Linked DNA regions of Mus musculus: regions 1 and 2 are each linked to region 3. A link is a contact called in public Hi-C data. All regions are on one chromosome and are shown on one strand. The core of a region is the stretch at or near the end of the contact, and the rest is flanking DNA. Distances in the headings are between cores, read along the strand shown. Region 1 overlaps Rad51b (RAD51 paralog B). Region 2 overlaps Rad51b (RAD51 paralog B). Region 3 overlaps Rad51b (RAD51 paralog B).

Region 1 (4,812 bases), core at 1,611-4,110, 150 kb before region 3:
TTTCTTCTGCAGGAAAGGTTTAGGGCTTAATGGAATGATCAACATAGCAGGCTCACCCGCTGGGTGAGTTTTCTGAGGGAGGTATCTGTTGTGTCTCAAATCTGTAGAAAACAAGAGTATCATGGAGACCTTGATTTGTGGTTGTTCTAAGATTCATCTGGCTTTCAGCATCCAGATGTGGTCTCTCAAGGCAGCAGTAGAACTTCTCCTAAGGCTTCGCCTTGCTGAAGTCAGGGGTGTGGTTAGCCTGATTGGCAAGCTTCTGGTGATCACTCAGGGGCCAGTGCTGACTCGGCACTTCTGCAAGACCTCTCTCCCAAAAAGCCTTGAAGGACACTATCAACATCAAGCCATCGGTAGTCATGACAACCATCTGAGTAAAGAGGTGCCAAATATTAGTTCAGGTGGGAGAACTGGTGGGTGGGTGAGGAGACTGTAAAGCCTGTTAGGAATAAGGCCGTGGGAGAGCTCACAGAGCATGGCCACCACACAGAGCACGGCCACCACACAGAACAGCCACTGTACATCAGACTTGCCCCAGCTCTGCCTAAGCTACATTAACCTGATGGTTTGTCCCAATCAGAAGAATATGAAAATGAGCATTTTGTTCATAGGCAAAGCTTTAAGGTATCAACAGAAAACAGGAATAGAAGCAGGGAATTACACAAAGGGCTGTTCTCTTAAGGGCTTTGATGAAACAATGAGGTTTTTCATTTCAGAATATACTTCTGCGAATGACATCTCATAGAAGGTTCAAGCTTTCTGTACTTCAGTTTCCTCACCTAAAAACTAAAATCAGAATATATTTCAGGCACTTGAAAATTTAATGAGTCATGCTTTATAGGTTTTTGATTTCTAATTTTTAATTTATATGTAAGAGCATTTTGCCTGTGTGTATGTATATGTGCCACGTGACTACCTGAAGCCCATATAGGCTAGAAGGAAGTGTCAGATGCCCTGGACCTGGAGTTACAGTTGGTTGTGAGCCACCATGTGGTTCTGGAAATCAAACACTGATACTCTAGAAGAGCAGCCAGTGCACTAAGCCATTGAGCCATCTCTCTAGGCCTGGACATAGAGATTTTTAAGAGAAGAACTCTACAGTGCATTTTTTTAAGTGCCTCTTTTGTAGTATATTACATGATTCTAGAGGATGCATCTCTTAGTTACTAGTATGTATAGTTTCAAAAAATAAGGATAAATGCCTGTGTTTTCAAGATGCTTCAAAAATAAAACTCCTCTAAATTATATAATTATTACTATAGTCATCATGCAGGAACAAGGGAAAAATTTAACACAACAGAGGCAATGTTTAGTAAATGTAGGTAAACTAATAATGAAGGCTACTCTGCCAATTTCTCTTTGATTTTTATGAAAAATATGAAAAGGTATTAGATATATTCCTTATGAAGGGAGAAGGTACAATTTTGGGGTTCATAAACTGCATTAAGCTATAAAACTCTATTTGCATGAGTCCACTTCAAGATTTTTTTTTCTGGTTTTGTTTCCTAGGGTTGTTTTGGGGATTGGTTGTGTTTGGTTTGGTTTGGTTTAAAGGCAAGATCTCCCGCTACAGCTCAGGCTGCCACTGGACCTTTGTTACTTCTCTGGACTACTTAAGGCTCTTGAGTATTACAGGCACCACACCTGGCTTAGGTTCTAAGTCTCAATTTCCAGGATCAATGGATTTTTTTTTTTGAGACAAGTTCTTGCTCAGGCTGACCTTGACTTTGAGATTCTCCTGCCTCACCGCTTGAAGTGCTAGGATTACAAGTGTGAGCCTTGAATAAAATTTAAAGGTGTTTTAACTATTATAGTTTAGTAACAAGAGACAGAGCCAATTAGAAATACATATTTGAACAGATGCTTTTGAACACAGATTAGGAAAGTTACCTCTAAAACTGAATTCTACAAATGATTCTCGTAAATTGGGATGGGAACAGGAAGAGAGAAGAAAAAGAATGAAAGAAAAGGAAGAGAAGAAAGAGGCTTGTAAGTCTAAAATATTTAAATCCCCCCCCAAAAGAGAAGTGGGGGGTAGTGGGTCTTTTCTTCTTGATGATAAAAGATTTAATGAGGTGCTAACCCTCATTAGGAAGATCCTAAGATCTGTGGGTAATGAGCCTGTTTTTAAGACACACTAATTTTGCTAAAAGCAGTTGCTGTTAAAAGCTGTTAAAGTATACAGAGAAGCAATGTAACAAACCAGCAAACTACACTTCTGATTTTTGTCATGCTACCAACCTATACTTATCCAGAAATGTTAACTGCCAGCCATCTTTTATCTAATGCAGATTTCATCCTTCACCACCCATCCTTTGCCACAGAAAGCAACAACGTCATTTGGAGTGGAAAACTCTGGGAAGAAAAAACCCAAGCCATGGAAAAAAATGTTCAACAGCAATCTGCCTCCAGCTCTGCAGATTATCAAGCTTGCCCTTGCCTCTTGGGTCTAGAAGCTAGACTTTTGTGCCCAGAATATGGCTGGATGAGGAAGGCAGTTTCAAATCACACCCTGAGGGCTAGGAACAGAACACTTAGTCTATAGTCTTCCAAAGAGGATTGAAGGCTGGACTATAGAGGCCCCTTTCTGATTGGCTCTTGGTGATGTCATGGCCATGTCTCCAGGGCCCAGGAAATTCACCATGACTAATGGAGCCCTCATTTGTGAATACACATTCCATCTCAGAGAAGCAGCAACAGTCTGAGTGTCAGGGCAACACAGATGGCCCAGTTAGGGAATGCCAGCCAGCCACGCACAGAGGGGCTCAGAAGTCCTGAAATAAGCTATTGGTTCATGTTCTCAGTAAACCCTCACCAACTACCTGGACACTGGTGGCCTGTACCTACTGAAGAACATGAACTCTAAACAGAAAAGCAATCACTGAGACAGGATCAATATCCTTCCAGACTTCTAGTGTATTACAGCAGGCATGGGCAATTTTTTTTCTGTAAAGAACCTGATACTATTAATTTTAGCCTCTATACCACACAATCTTTATTGAAACTAGTCATTCCTGTCAATAAGGCACAGAGACAGCAAGTGACAATATATAATAATGAAGCACAGTGCTGCTGAGATAAAACAGGACTTACAAAGTCCACCATCAGACTGGCTTTGGCCCATGAGCTATTATTTGCTGACCTGTGTTTTTATTAAATATTAACCCACCTCTTCCCTGCCACTTATGGGAACCAAGTACTCACAGATAAAGGTACAGTTACAGGAAAGCATATGAAAGAGTTTTCCACAACATGCCTCTCATGACATTCTACTAGGATATAAAGACGCTGGAGTGCTTCTCTGTAAACTTTGAGAATATCGATTCTAGAGATAAATGTTTGGGTATGAATGCTGCCCCTGTTATCATTCAGTATAAGGCCTTACATAGTTATGTTCCTCTAAGAGTGGGCTTTCTCATCTACAAAATAATAATCCAAGTTGTGCCTGCTAGTAGGGCTAGGCTGAAAGTTCACTGAGATAATGTTTGAGCGGAGCTCAGCATACTACCCAGGACACTTCAGCACTCAACAGTAACATGCTACGAATGTCAAGGTTAGTACAAGTGATCACAATTACCGCTCTTGACCGCCGATGCTCAAAGAGAAGCAGCATGGGACACTATAAATGCTAGAACACTCTGAACTTCTTTCCAAAGCCATTAATTCCTATTAATGCCATCATTACATTAATAGCTACACACAGTTTGACAATGAACATATAACTGAACTGTCCCTATATTAAACGACTGAGCTGTGAGCCGCCTGTTATCATCATGAGCAACATGATGATGAATGTCTCTGAACACATGCCTTTGAACGCTGATTCAGTTTTATATTTGGGGGCGAAGATGTAAATCTGCATATTTTAGAGAACTGTCTGTTGTCCTGCCAACTGGCTCTCCAGAAAGGCTGTGCTTGTTTCTGTTTCTACCATTCCTGTCAGGATCCAGTTCTTACCATTCTTGACAAGCCTACGACTACTTTATTTTAAAATTGGGGGAGGGGGGGGCGAGAATGAAAACCTGAACTCACTGAATGATTTGCACAAATTTAATAAAAAAGTTAAATGTTTTCTTTGGCCTACAAGTTTATGAGACATTTAATAATTATTTTGATTAAGGACAGATCTTTCCAGAGCCGTATGATTCATAAATATTATGATGATAATCCTACTTTATGATGAGAAAGCTGGAGGCCAGAAACCCACTATAGAAAGCCAAAGTACTCCAGACAAAGCAAAAGATATATGGGAACACAAACAAGAAATAAACTTTGCTCTGTGCAGGGCCACACAGAGTTCACCAGAACATGGCAGGCAAGACTGAGCTTTGCATAGAAGACAAAAATCAGTGTCTTCTTGCGAACACATCTGACTTTTCTTCCTTTTGGATTATATCAAATGCTTGAGCCCTTTTATTTTCTGATGTAAAAGTAAATAAGACCAAAAGTCTTCTTCCTGGAGAGAAAGCCCAAACCACCTGAGTTCTTCCAGGAAAAGTCCTGGATCTAGACAACTGTTAAGGTTTACCTCCTTCACTCCGCCTCACTGTCTGTACTTGCTTCTAAATACTCGTCATAATTTGAAACTGCATTGCTCATTTGCTTGTAACAGTTCCAAGGGCCACAAAACAGACAACTTTTCCTCTTTACTGTATTTTCAACACCTACAACAACACCTAGCTCACAACAAAGGGCCTGTACATATTGATTGGATGGATGCATACAGATGCTATCCATGACCTTTCCCAGCTTTGGAGTGGCCAGCCTGGGGCAGGACAATGTATAGCCTACAAACAAAGCAGCTCCCTA
Region 2 (4,930 bases), core at 1,260-3,759, 200 kb before region 3:
CCAAGGGTATTTACGACTACTTGTACTCTGTTTTTCCCGTGAACGTCAGCTCGGCCATGGGCTGCAGCCAATCAGGGAGTGATGCGTCCTAGGCAATTGTTGTTCTCTTTAAAGAGGAAAGGGGTTTCGTTTTCTCTCTCTCTTGCTTCTTACACTCTGGCCCCATAAGATGTAAGCAATAAAGCTTTGCCGTAGAAGATTCTGGTTGTTGTGTTCTTCCTGGCCGGTCGTGAGAACGCGTCGAATAACACTCAAGGAGCTGAAGGGGTCTGCAACCCTATAGGTGGAACAACAATATGAACTAACCAGTACCCCAGAGCTTGTGTCTCTAGCTGCATATGTAGCAGAAGATGGCCTAGTCGGCCATCATTGGGAAGAGCGGCCCCTTGGTATTGCAAACTTTATATGCCCCAGTACAGGGGAACGTTAGGGCCAAGAAGTGGTAGTGGGTGGGTAGGGGAGCAGGGCAGGGGGAGGGTATAGGGAACTTTCAGGATAGCATTTGAAATGTAAATAAAGAAAATATATCATTAAAAAATAAAAAAGAAAGAAAAGGACCAAACACTACACTCCAAGCCATAGTGGTTCATGAAATGAACTTGGATGACCATGCCAAGCATGAGAAAGAAAGAAAGAAAGAAAGAAAGAAAGAAAGAAAGAAAGAAAGAAAGAAAGAAAGAAAGAATCCAAAACAATACCACAATGAATTATACAGAGCAAAGGCATCTATGATTTTGAGAATGCTTTGTCTTAGTCTTATAAGTATACGGTAACTCATGATCAGCAGCAGTGCACATCCAAACGCAGTTTTTATCGTGGCTCACAGTGACCAGGTTTGAAACTTACTCTAAGAGGGAAGCAAATAAGCAGGAATTGGGAGGCCAGTTAGAAGGTGTTGAAAATAGAGTCAGCACATCCTGGAGGGAGGCATGTGAAGAAACCTGATGATTTCATCAGAGCTGAATGAGAAGGGATCCCTCTGATGACTCATGCATGGCTAGATTTCCATCAATCATTAATTTGAAAAATGAATGAGTGGGCAAAGGAACAAACCAGTAATGATGAGGACACGGTAACTCTAGCTAAAATTAGAGGTTTCTTCAAAATTAACTACAGAAAACACACACACATACACACACACACACACACACACACACACACACACACACGCACACACACACAATCTTAACAAGTTAAAATTGTAGGCTCTCGCTTTACCCTTTAGTTGTTCCAGCTTTGTCCAGGACCCCAACCTTATACCCACAGGGCACATGGGATATAAGCCTGCCAAAAATAATTATGTGCTGAATAAACTAATAAGTGGGGCAAATTAAAATGAAAACATACTGAGACTGAGAGGGAAATGAAGTGTTCTATATTTTTTAAATTAAGGAAAGTAATCAAGTTAGAATAGTCCTTTTTCCTTTGAAGTTATAACCAAAAGTCACATTTTACAAAGCTGAAAAAGGGCATCGTCTCTATTACAGTCTCACGACCAAGCATTGTGCCTCCTTTGCTATGAAGCACTGGTGCACCACAATCCTCTTTGTCACACTGTTGGCTCCCATTCGCTCGCTTCTTACAGTTTTGCAAGAGACTCAAAGTCATAAGTTTGCGATTGTAAACACTTTCCTTGGTAAAGGGCACATACAGTCTTGCTTAAGAGAAAAGATATGATATGTGGAGGATATCCAAGAAACTTAAAGCTACGACGTAACTGCAGAGACCATGGTAATCTATTCCTTACTTTCTGGTCTGTAGTTTGTCTGGGGCTCTTTGATTACACCTGACTTACATCATTCTGTTGCTGATCCTAATCTATATCAGTCACCTATTCAATGTTCACTCCCTCAAGGGCAGTAACCATGTCTTCTCCTATTACTGTAATGTCCATAATGCTGAACAGTCCTCAACACGGTGGATACTGTATACTTCTTAACCAATCTAACAGGAAGATGCAAACAGAGATGCCCTAATTTCAAGGACTAACAATAACATTAGACTGCTCTCTTCATCAAGCCATGACAATCCTGAACATATTTTCTCCCTTGTTATCTTTGTCTTCCATTACAGAAGTGTAAGTGCCTCTTTCCAAACTGAAAAACATTTTCCATTGTAAGTTATACTCACAGCTGGGATCCTGAAATGTTCCCCCAGCAAAGATTTCTATCTGTGCTGCAAAGGGAGAAAGTGCAATGCATGAGCTTAATTCTTTAAACAAATCCAGAAACTCTGGTCCTTGGGCCTAGACAGCCCTCTTAGCTGGCTTGTTTGTTTAATGCCCCATTGCTACTTACCCTTGAGCTCCTGCTGGTAAGCAGTCAAGTGAGTGTGATCAGACTGGGACAGACTAGTGCTGGCGCGGTGGGTATGATCTCTATTATTCTAACAGCTAACATGCCATCCTACACAAAAAGAGCATTGAAAAAGGTAGATACCATGGAGAGGAAGCAGAGGTTAAGAAGCAGCCTAAACAAATACGTTACTCAGAACAGCTCATTTCCCAGCACTCTTGCTTCATCTTGGCTTGGTTAAACAGACTGCAGGCAAAGGGTAAGCATATCACCTTTTACTGTGGTTGATTGTCCATTTTAACTTTTAGATATTGTAGAAAAGTCAGGTTGCTGTGTCATACAGCCGTCACTGAACACTTGTGGTAATACTTCTGAAAGAAATAGTAACTACTTTTAAGAGAATTCCAAGTTCACTGTCAGTCTCTTAGCTTTTCCTCAGAGCACTTCTGAGAAACCAAATACGAATGTTTCTCATCTATTGATGAAGAAACAAGAGAAATATGCAGTTTTGCGCCAAGCAAACCATTTGGATGCTGCTTAGAAAATATGGCCTTGGTCCTCTGTATGGATGCCCCTTGTTGCTGAGGAAACTGGAACAACAACAACAACAAAAACAGATTAAAATATAAGGTAGTATGGAGTACTTCCTGAATAGGTCAAATAAAGCAGTGCACAGAACAGCACTGACACCCAAGTGCAAGGCCAAGGGAAATGTAAGAATGGAAGAAGCGCAGGAATGCTGTCCTGAAGGAGATGAGGGAAGAACGGAAGGCTGAGGGAACAGCATTATATAACCAGGCAAGACAGGCAGAAGCACGTCATGTTCAGGTGACCCAATGGAGCCTGTGTGGATGGAACTGAGATTACTGAGTGAAAGCCCACATGAATGAAAACCACAACAGAGTTAACCCCAAGCCAGGCAGTGGGAACACAAGCCTGTAATCCCAGCATGAGAAAGGCAGAAGCAGGAAGGTCACAGTGAGTTCAAGGCCAGCCTGGTCTACAAAGCTAGTTCCAGGAAAGCTAGGGCTACACAAAGAAACCCTGTTTCAAAAACCCAAAACCAAAATAGTAATAATAATAATAACAACAATAAAAAGGTAACCTTAAAGTTTAGAAAAATTCTGAGTGACTAAAAAAAAGGAACTGAACATGATTTTTGTTATGAAGCTGAAAATATATAAATGTGAAAATATAAGCTGCCCCTAAGTTATCTGAGTAAAAGCTCTCCTCTGATATTCATTCACAAAATGTTCCGATCTAAACTTCTGATTATAGCCTCTTTGATCAAAGACAAATCTTTTATTTTTAATTCTTACAAAACTATATATCTATAAAACAGAGATCAGGGAGAGAGACATAGCCTTACAGATTGGTCACTCAATTACAGCACAGAAAATGTTACTTTCAGAGACAATGACAGAGGAAGAAGTGTCCAAAAAGATACCATGAAAGGCTCCACGTGAGCACTGATTCTTGCTGGGTCCTCCTGGTTAAGGTTAATAAATAAAAGGACACAGCAGCTGACACTTATGATTAACCATGGCATAGTATTTCAAGCTATGAACAACGGGAGAGTTTCGGGAACCAGCAGAACTCATACATTCATTCAACATATGACCTTGGCTTGTCTGGCCTGTAGGTGACCCGAATTGAAGAGAAATGTCTGGCTTAAAATTTAACTGGGTGTCTGAAATCCTATGTCACATGGCTGGAAGTCAGTAATGTTGCAATTTCTGGAACCTCCACTTCTGTCAATGCGACTGGAAGGTGTACAGGTGAATTTAAAGAGAACACTGAGAAAACTAGCTAAGTGATTAGTTTCAGACAGCTCTTGAATAATTCCCAAACACTTGGGGCCAGTCTCAGTGAACCACGATTACACAACCAAGGTAATTTTATTCCCTGCCATGAGCAAGTGCCCTCTAGATTATAGTGGTAAACAGCTCTTGGTGATTAATGAAATCAACTCTTTCTCTGCCCTCTAGTGAGGGCAAAACTCTAAAGGAGAACACACACACAAAAGTATCAACCACTGATTTACAGGCAAAGACCAAAGCGATCTAAGTGTTCTCTGAGTTTGAGAAATTACTTCTGAATATGACTTAGGCTTTCAAAAGACACCACAGATAACAAGATGAAAGGGACTTCCATCATTCCTTCCTTAGAGAGTGTTCTCTAGTTAGTATCTTTCCTATGTCCTTATGGGATGAACACTGAAGGCAGAGCCTGGCTTTTCTCTTTCTGGGTGATAAAGAAATATCACTTAGTACTTACTTTCTTATCACAGGGGTGAAATACCTTTTATTGGATTGCCCATTAAACAGTTTGAATTTGTAGTGGCTTCAAATGTCTCTACATAGAAGCTCGAGTTTCCATAAAGCAGATCTATGGCCTCTCTAAAACCAGGATCCAACACAGATACTTAATTTTAGGCCTAGTTCATATATACTTTGACACTACAGCAGGTGAATTTCCAAGCATGGGTCCTCAGTTTCAGGTCTGAACAACTGGTATTTTACTCACAAACCTGCCAACAATCCCCTGGAGTTTTCTACAAAAGAACTACAACATGTACTTAACACAAATGAGTGTTTCTGCAATTACAATATCCTTTTAAAACAAGAATGCTGGCT
Region 3 (4,912 bases), core at 502-3,001:
GTATAGTCTACATCTACTTTTAGAAACTATTCTCTTGTGCTGAGAATGTACTAAAATACCTAGGCCCTACCCTGAAGGTTCTAATTCAGTGTGTCAGAATCAAGAAGTCGTTTTGTCTCTTTGTTTCTTTCGGGTTTTGCAATACTGAGATCAAACATTGACCTAGTGCACGCTAGGCAAGAGCTCTATCACTGAGCTACATCACCAGCCCTACAATATGAAATCTTTGTTTTTAACAAGTGGCCTCCAATGAACCTGGCGGAACCAGTCTGAGGCCTTGCATTTAGATCCATGGAGATTGGGGTGTGTGGGGTGGGCGGTGGCTTGGGCTATTCAGTCAGAATATTACTCACAAAAGAATTCCTCTACTTTTGGGTAAAGCTTCTCCTGATTTTTCAATTTGAAGTGTTTAAACTTAGAGAACTGTGAAAATACAAAGGTGTCACAAAATTAAAACATTTGAAGGACTCTTATTATGACTTTTGAAAGAAAGTATACAATTGGTAAATGCAAAACTTTAAATTGTTTTGTAATAATCTCAGAAGAGTACGGAAGGAATGAAGTCTTCCTGTTCTGTATACAAGTCCTTTTCTGGCCCTCTAAACACCTGACTCTCTACAGTGGTTTTCCAAAATCACTCCAGGGATTCCAACTCTCGGAGGTGAGGGAGCCCAAGAAGCCAGCCCCATCTTCTCCTTGCTTAGTTAAAACAAAGGTTCCATGACTCTCCTCCCCTCTCCAGCCCCCTTGACTCCTGTTTGTGTGTTTCGTGTGAGTTGTTTACGACCACACAAATCCTTTCCTAATGCAAGGATACCTACAGCCTGCCAGCCCTCAGTGCCTGTGACAGTGTCTCTCTTACGTTTTCAACTCCCAGAATCTTTGTAGTTTCTAGGCACCAGTGTACTAAGGGACTCTCTAAGTAGTGTACAACATCCGGCTTTTTCTAATAATGCTTGAAGATGGAAAAGGAGATTGTGGAAGAGGTGTGGTGTGTGGACCTGGGGCTGGGGCTCATTGGTAATGTGCTCTTGACATGTATAATGCAATGGTTTCAATCCCATGAATAAGTAGCCTATAACGGGATGGATATGTTAACATGCCTCTGTAATGTACATAGATAGATGAGTCACATTTGTGAGCTGTATCAGTGAAGAACTTATTCTACTACTATTACACAAACATCCTTTCGATATCTCATGGTAGTTTCCTTGAGAATCAGCCCTGGAGGCAAACGATTCCCTGTACTACTTCACATCTCATTTACATTTTAAGTCTATTACTCAGATTCTAAATGACAGACTATTCGAAAATCAAAAATAATCCACAAACCACAGAAAATACTTAAAAGGCTATATGAAGGGCTAGACCTGCCCATCAAAAAAAAGCAAACATACATAAAGTGAGTATATAATATCCCATGGTTGTTTTGAAGGGAAATAACACCCACTCATATATATTACGGCTGACCTTCAAAAGGATACTCAGGTGCCATATTTTTGCATCACTGTTGCTTCTAAACAGAATGTTCTTTGTCCCAGTCTTCACATTCTGGAGAGAGCAGTTTCCTCAAGAGGACAAGGCTCTGTAACTTTACTGGTGTACTCTGACTACTTCACATAAACCGTCACTTCAAGTTCAGCATGTCTGCCCCAAATTGCCCAATCCTTCCACTATTTCTAATACTACAAAGCAGCTTCCCAGAAACCCCATGTTAAGATCAAGCAAAACAATTTGGTGTCATCAGCAGATTTCACCATTTCCTCTTGGACTCATTAACACGCCAAACAAGCATGATCCTGGTGTCACCTCTCGGAGTTACTACCATGAACTTTTCTCTTCAAACTAAGCCAGCCACTACTTAGTGATTCCCATCATAGAACCAGAATGTGTTTATTTACTAACGGTTCATTTTTGATGGCTATTTTCTCACTGAAAGTTGCAAAATACATTATAAGAGTAAAGGAGGGCTGTCCCCAAGGAGAGGCACAAAAGGCAGCCAAAAGAAACAGCTCCCAGATGAGCAGTTCACCCAATCACTCAAACCTCCTCGGACTCTGCTGGGTCCCAAACTACAACACAACTGTGACCCTTCCTCTCCAATTATTCATTTCTTTAAAGTTGTATGAGAGACCACTATTAAACACACTTGAAAATTCTGTATGAATTATAACCAGTAGGTCCAATTACTTTATTAGATTTTTCTTCTCTTTAATACATTGAAAGAAGGGAAAAGCAAACAGCCCTTATATAGAAAGTAAAGATCCAAACAGCTTTCCACCCAAATGATGGACAACACATTGCCCTCTTTCATTCAAGGGCCAGTCCATTTGAAGCTTTACTCTGCCTTCCCAGCTTGCATCTGCATTACAGAATTCATGCAGATACTAAAGGAAACCAGGCTGAGGGACAAAGAAGCAACCCTATCCACTGTCCGTATGCAATCTCACTCAGAGCAGCAACATTCTATACGCTCTTCTCACCTGCCCTATTCTAGCAGACCCCTACCCAAAACCTGGCACTGGAGCAACCACATCACATTTACCCTGTTTTAAATGACAACCTCCTGTGTGAGATCATAAAAAGGATAAAGTCAGCAGACACGACGGACACCACCATCACCTCCATCGCCCTCAACCCTCACACACAGCCTGAGATGGTCTCGGGGTCACTGTAGTTCTGGATGCATGAACTGAGGGAGGAGCAGAAGATCAATGAGAGACCCTAAAAAGTCTCATAAGGTGCAGTGGATTAGCAGGCAGGGCAGCCGTGAGCAGAACTCAGTTTGCCTATCTTGCCCCATACAAAATCAAGTCAAAACACTCCCCTTAAAGAACCAAATTTGCCAAAGACGTTTAGACTTCATGTCTAGCAGCACACGGACTGCATGGGAGGGTGTCGGGTAATTTATAGTCCACCAATCTACTCAGGCCACCAGTGAACCACACAGCTGAAAAAGTTCACCACGTCCAAAGTCAAACTCTGCGGGGATCAGAAGGGTACTCCTGAGGGGCTGCACTCGGACCTCATTATAACTCCGTGTTATTTTAATACTATTCCTTGGATTTTGCCCCACACACAATTCCCAAGTCACAGAAAGACCATGAACAGTGTCCAGATGTATAAAATGCAAAAATACTTTCCTCCTACATGTGGACTCCAAGATAAACACCACAAGAAGCACGTGTGACTCAACTTGGAGCTCGTTCCAAATTAAATACTGCATCATGTGCACAGTGTATGGCTTAAAAAACAAAACCCCACGAATATCCTCCACGGTTCACAAGCCAGGCTTGGGCAAGCACATGACCACACTGGAAGATGGAAACATGAATTGGAGAGCCGGGGTAAAGGGTGAGAACAGCCTCAGTCGGGACCTTTCCCAGAAAACTGTTGCTATTTTCAGGGAACATTGGTATAACATGGGACACAGATGAAAGGGGAAATCATAGTTTTCTGTTTGGTTGGGGGTTTATCCCACATACACACACTGATGACCCTGAATTCTAAAACGGCAAAGAGTTTAAAAGCCCTAAGTAAGCAAGCACAAACATCATTAAATACAGATATGCATGCACTGACTGAGGTAATGAATACTTAAATGTCGGGGGCCAGACCAGCTAGAACGCTTTTGACCTGGACAATGGGTCTGAGTGGAGTAATGGAAACCTGGGGCAGACACGGGACACAGACCGTGGGAAAGGTCTCTACCTCACTGGTGTTGTGTTTCCCAGATGACAACTCTCTCTTTCTTAATCTATCTCTTTCCACTCCTCACACTTACGGTTTTATTAACATGTTTCCTTCATTTGACTGTAACTTGGCTTCAAGAAAGTTACAGTAAAAAAGTGAATGGCTGAATAAAGTGGGAATGTAAGAGATGATAGTTTGGCTAAGCCAGCATCTCCAGTGCTTTCTCCTGCAACTTAACATAAGCAAAAGTTCTAAAACGATTCAAGTTGGAATATATTTAACCAGCAAAACACCATGACTTTAAAAAATAAAAATAAAACATTTGATAAATGCAAAAGAATACACACACACACACACACACACACACACACACACTGTGTAGGTTACAAGGCATGGCTATGAAATGCGTGCCTATGAACCTGCCAACTACTCTTTTAATTAGCACTTTTTCTGTCTAGAAAGCTATTAATGTAACTCAGTGGCATGCCAGGACCCTAGAGATAATTCCCAGCAATAAGAAAGGAAGATGGGGGGTGGGTGGAATATCTCTAATCTGATAATTTGCTGTGGACTAAAATTTTACATCTCTCCCAAAATTCTCTGTTGAAACCCTAATCTACAGAGTGATGGTATCTGTCTATGAAGCTTTGACAGTGCCTGGCTAGATTAGGTCTTGAAGGTGTAAATAACCATGCTGGAGACAGACACACCAAAGCACAATCACCAAGAAGTGACCTTCACCAAGCAAACAACACTGTCAGACGCTGGTCTCACACATTCAGTGACTAGAACATGCTGACGTGAATGTTGCTGCTTTCTACACAGCTGCTGCACTCCAGTAGCCCCAGAAGACGAGACACAACGGGGGCAGTAGAAGCCATCTTCCCACCAGGCAGCTGCCCGGTTGTCATCAGTATTCTGAATTTATGCCTTTTTATTAAAAAATTTCACTTTTGCCATTTAAAAAAATTTTTTGGTTTTATCCACAGCTACTGAGATTTCTTTTAAGGAATTTAGTATTCCTCTTATATTGTCAGTCTTGTGTCTGATAAGGGATTTTACACGGCATCTGTACTACAGACACACAACTATTTTACCATTTCTAAAGCTTATTTCCCAGGGCAATGTGACCCGTATCACATGCAGGGTACAGACATGTACCTAAAATAGGCTTGCTGTCGTTTCTCCCATGCTCCCTGTTGTCTCTGCTTCACACTGG

Evidence for each region. A called contact is a pair of places that touch in the nucleus more often than the background predicts.
Region 1: a Hi-C map of uterus shows a contact between it and region 3, with 5 times the contacts expected there. The contact joins two enhancer-like sites. A contact is called at or near these places in 1 of 39 promoter capture datasets (the 3T3-L1 cell line), 4 of 15 datasets of contacts at CTCF or cohesin (the NIH/3T3 cell line, large pre-B cells and pro-B cells), 42 of 484 Hi-C or Micro-C datasets (the 3T3-L1 cell line, the AML12 cell line, the C2C12 cell line and 22 more) and 8 of 115 datasets of contacts at active chromatin or transcription factors (the NIH/3T3 cell line, differentiating embryonic stem cells, embryonic fibroblasts and 5 more).
Region 2: a contact with region 3 is called in a Hi-C map of liver, with 2.4 times the contacts expected there. The contact joins two enhancer-like sites. A contact is called at or near these places in 2 of 15 datasets of contacts at CTCF or cohesin (CD8 T cells and large pre-B cells), 16 of 484 Hi-C or Micro-C datasets (3T3-L1-derived adipocytes, the C10 cell line, DN3 thymocytes and 10 more) and 4 of 115 datasets of contacts at active chromatin or transcription factors (CD8 T cells, a beta-TC-6 cell line, fibro-adipogenic progenitors and 1 more).

What each region holds. Positions count from the first base shown.
Region 1 is chr12:79,502,104-79,506,915 of GRCm38.p6, reverse strand. The region is part of intron 7 of Rad51b (RAD51 paralog B); the gene reads right to left. Among named protein-coding and RNA genes, the nearest start is that of Rad51b, 210 kb to the right of the region's middle. Within about 2 kb of position 2,860, at least 138 of the 459 cell types and tissues checked have an H3K27ac peak or open chromatin away from gene starts, as enhancers often do. A contact at or near this core is called in hepatocytes, liver and uterus, where this site is marked.
Region 2 is chr12:79,557,175-79,562,104 of GRCm38.p6, reverse strand. The region is part of intron 7 of Rad51b (RAD51 paralog B); the gene reads right to left. Among named protein-coding and RNA genes, the nearest start is that of Gm36048, 240 kb to the left of the region's middle. Within about 2 kb of position 2,509, at least 49 of the 459 cell types and tissues checked have an H3K27ac peak or open chromatin away from gene starts, as enhancers often do. A contact at or near this core is called in liver, where this site is marked.
Region 3 is chr12:79,353,145-79,358,056 of GRCm38.p6, reverse strand. The region is part of intron 7 of Rad51b (RAD51 paralog B); the gene reads right to left. Among named protein-coding and RNA genes, the nearest start is that of Rad51b, 58 kb to the right of the region's middle. Within about 2 kb of position 1,751, at least 34 of the 459 cell types and tissues checked have an H3K27ac peak or open chromatin away from gene starts, as enhancers often do. A contact at or near this core is called in hepatocytes, liver and uterus, where this site is marked.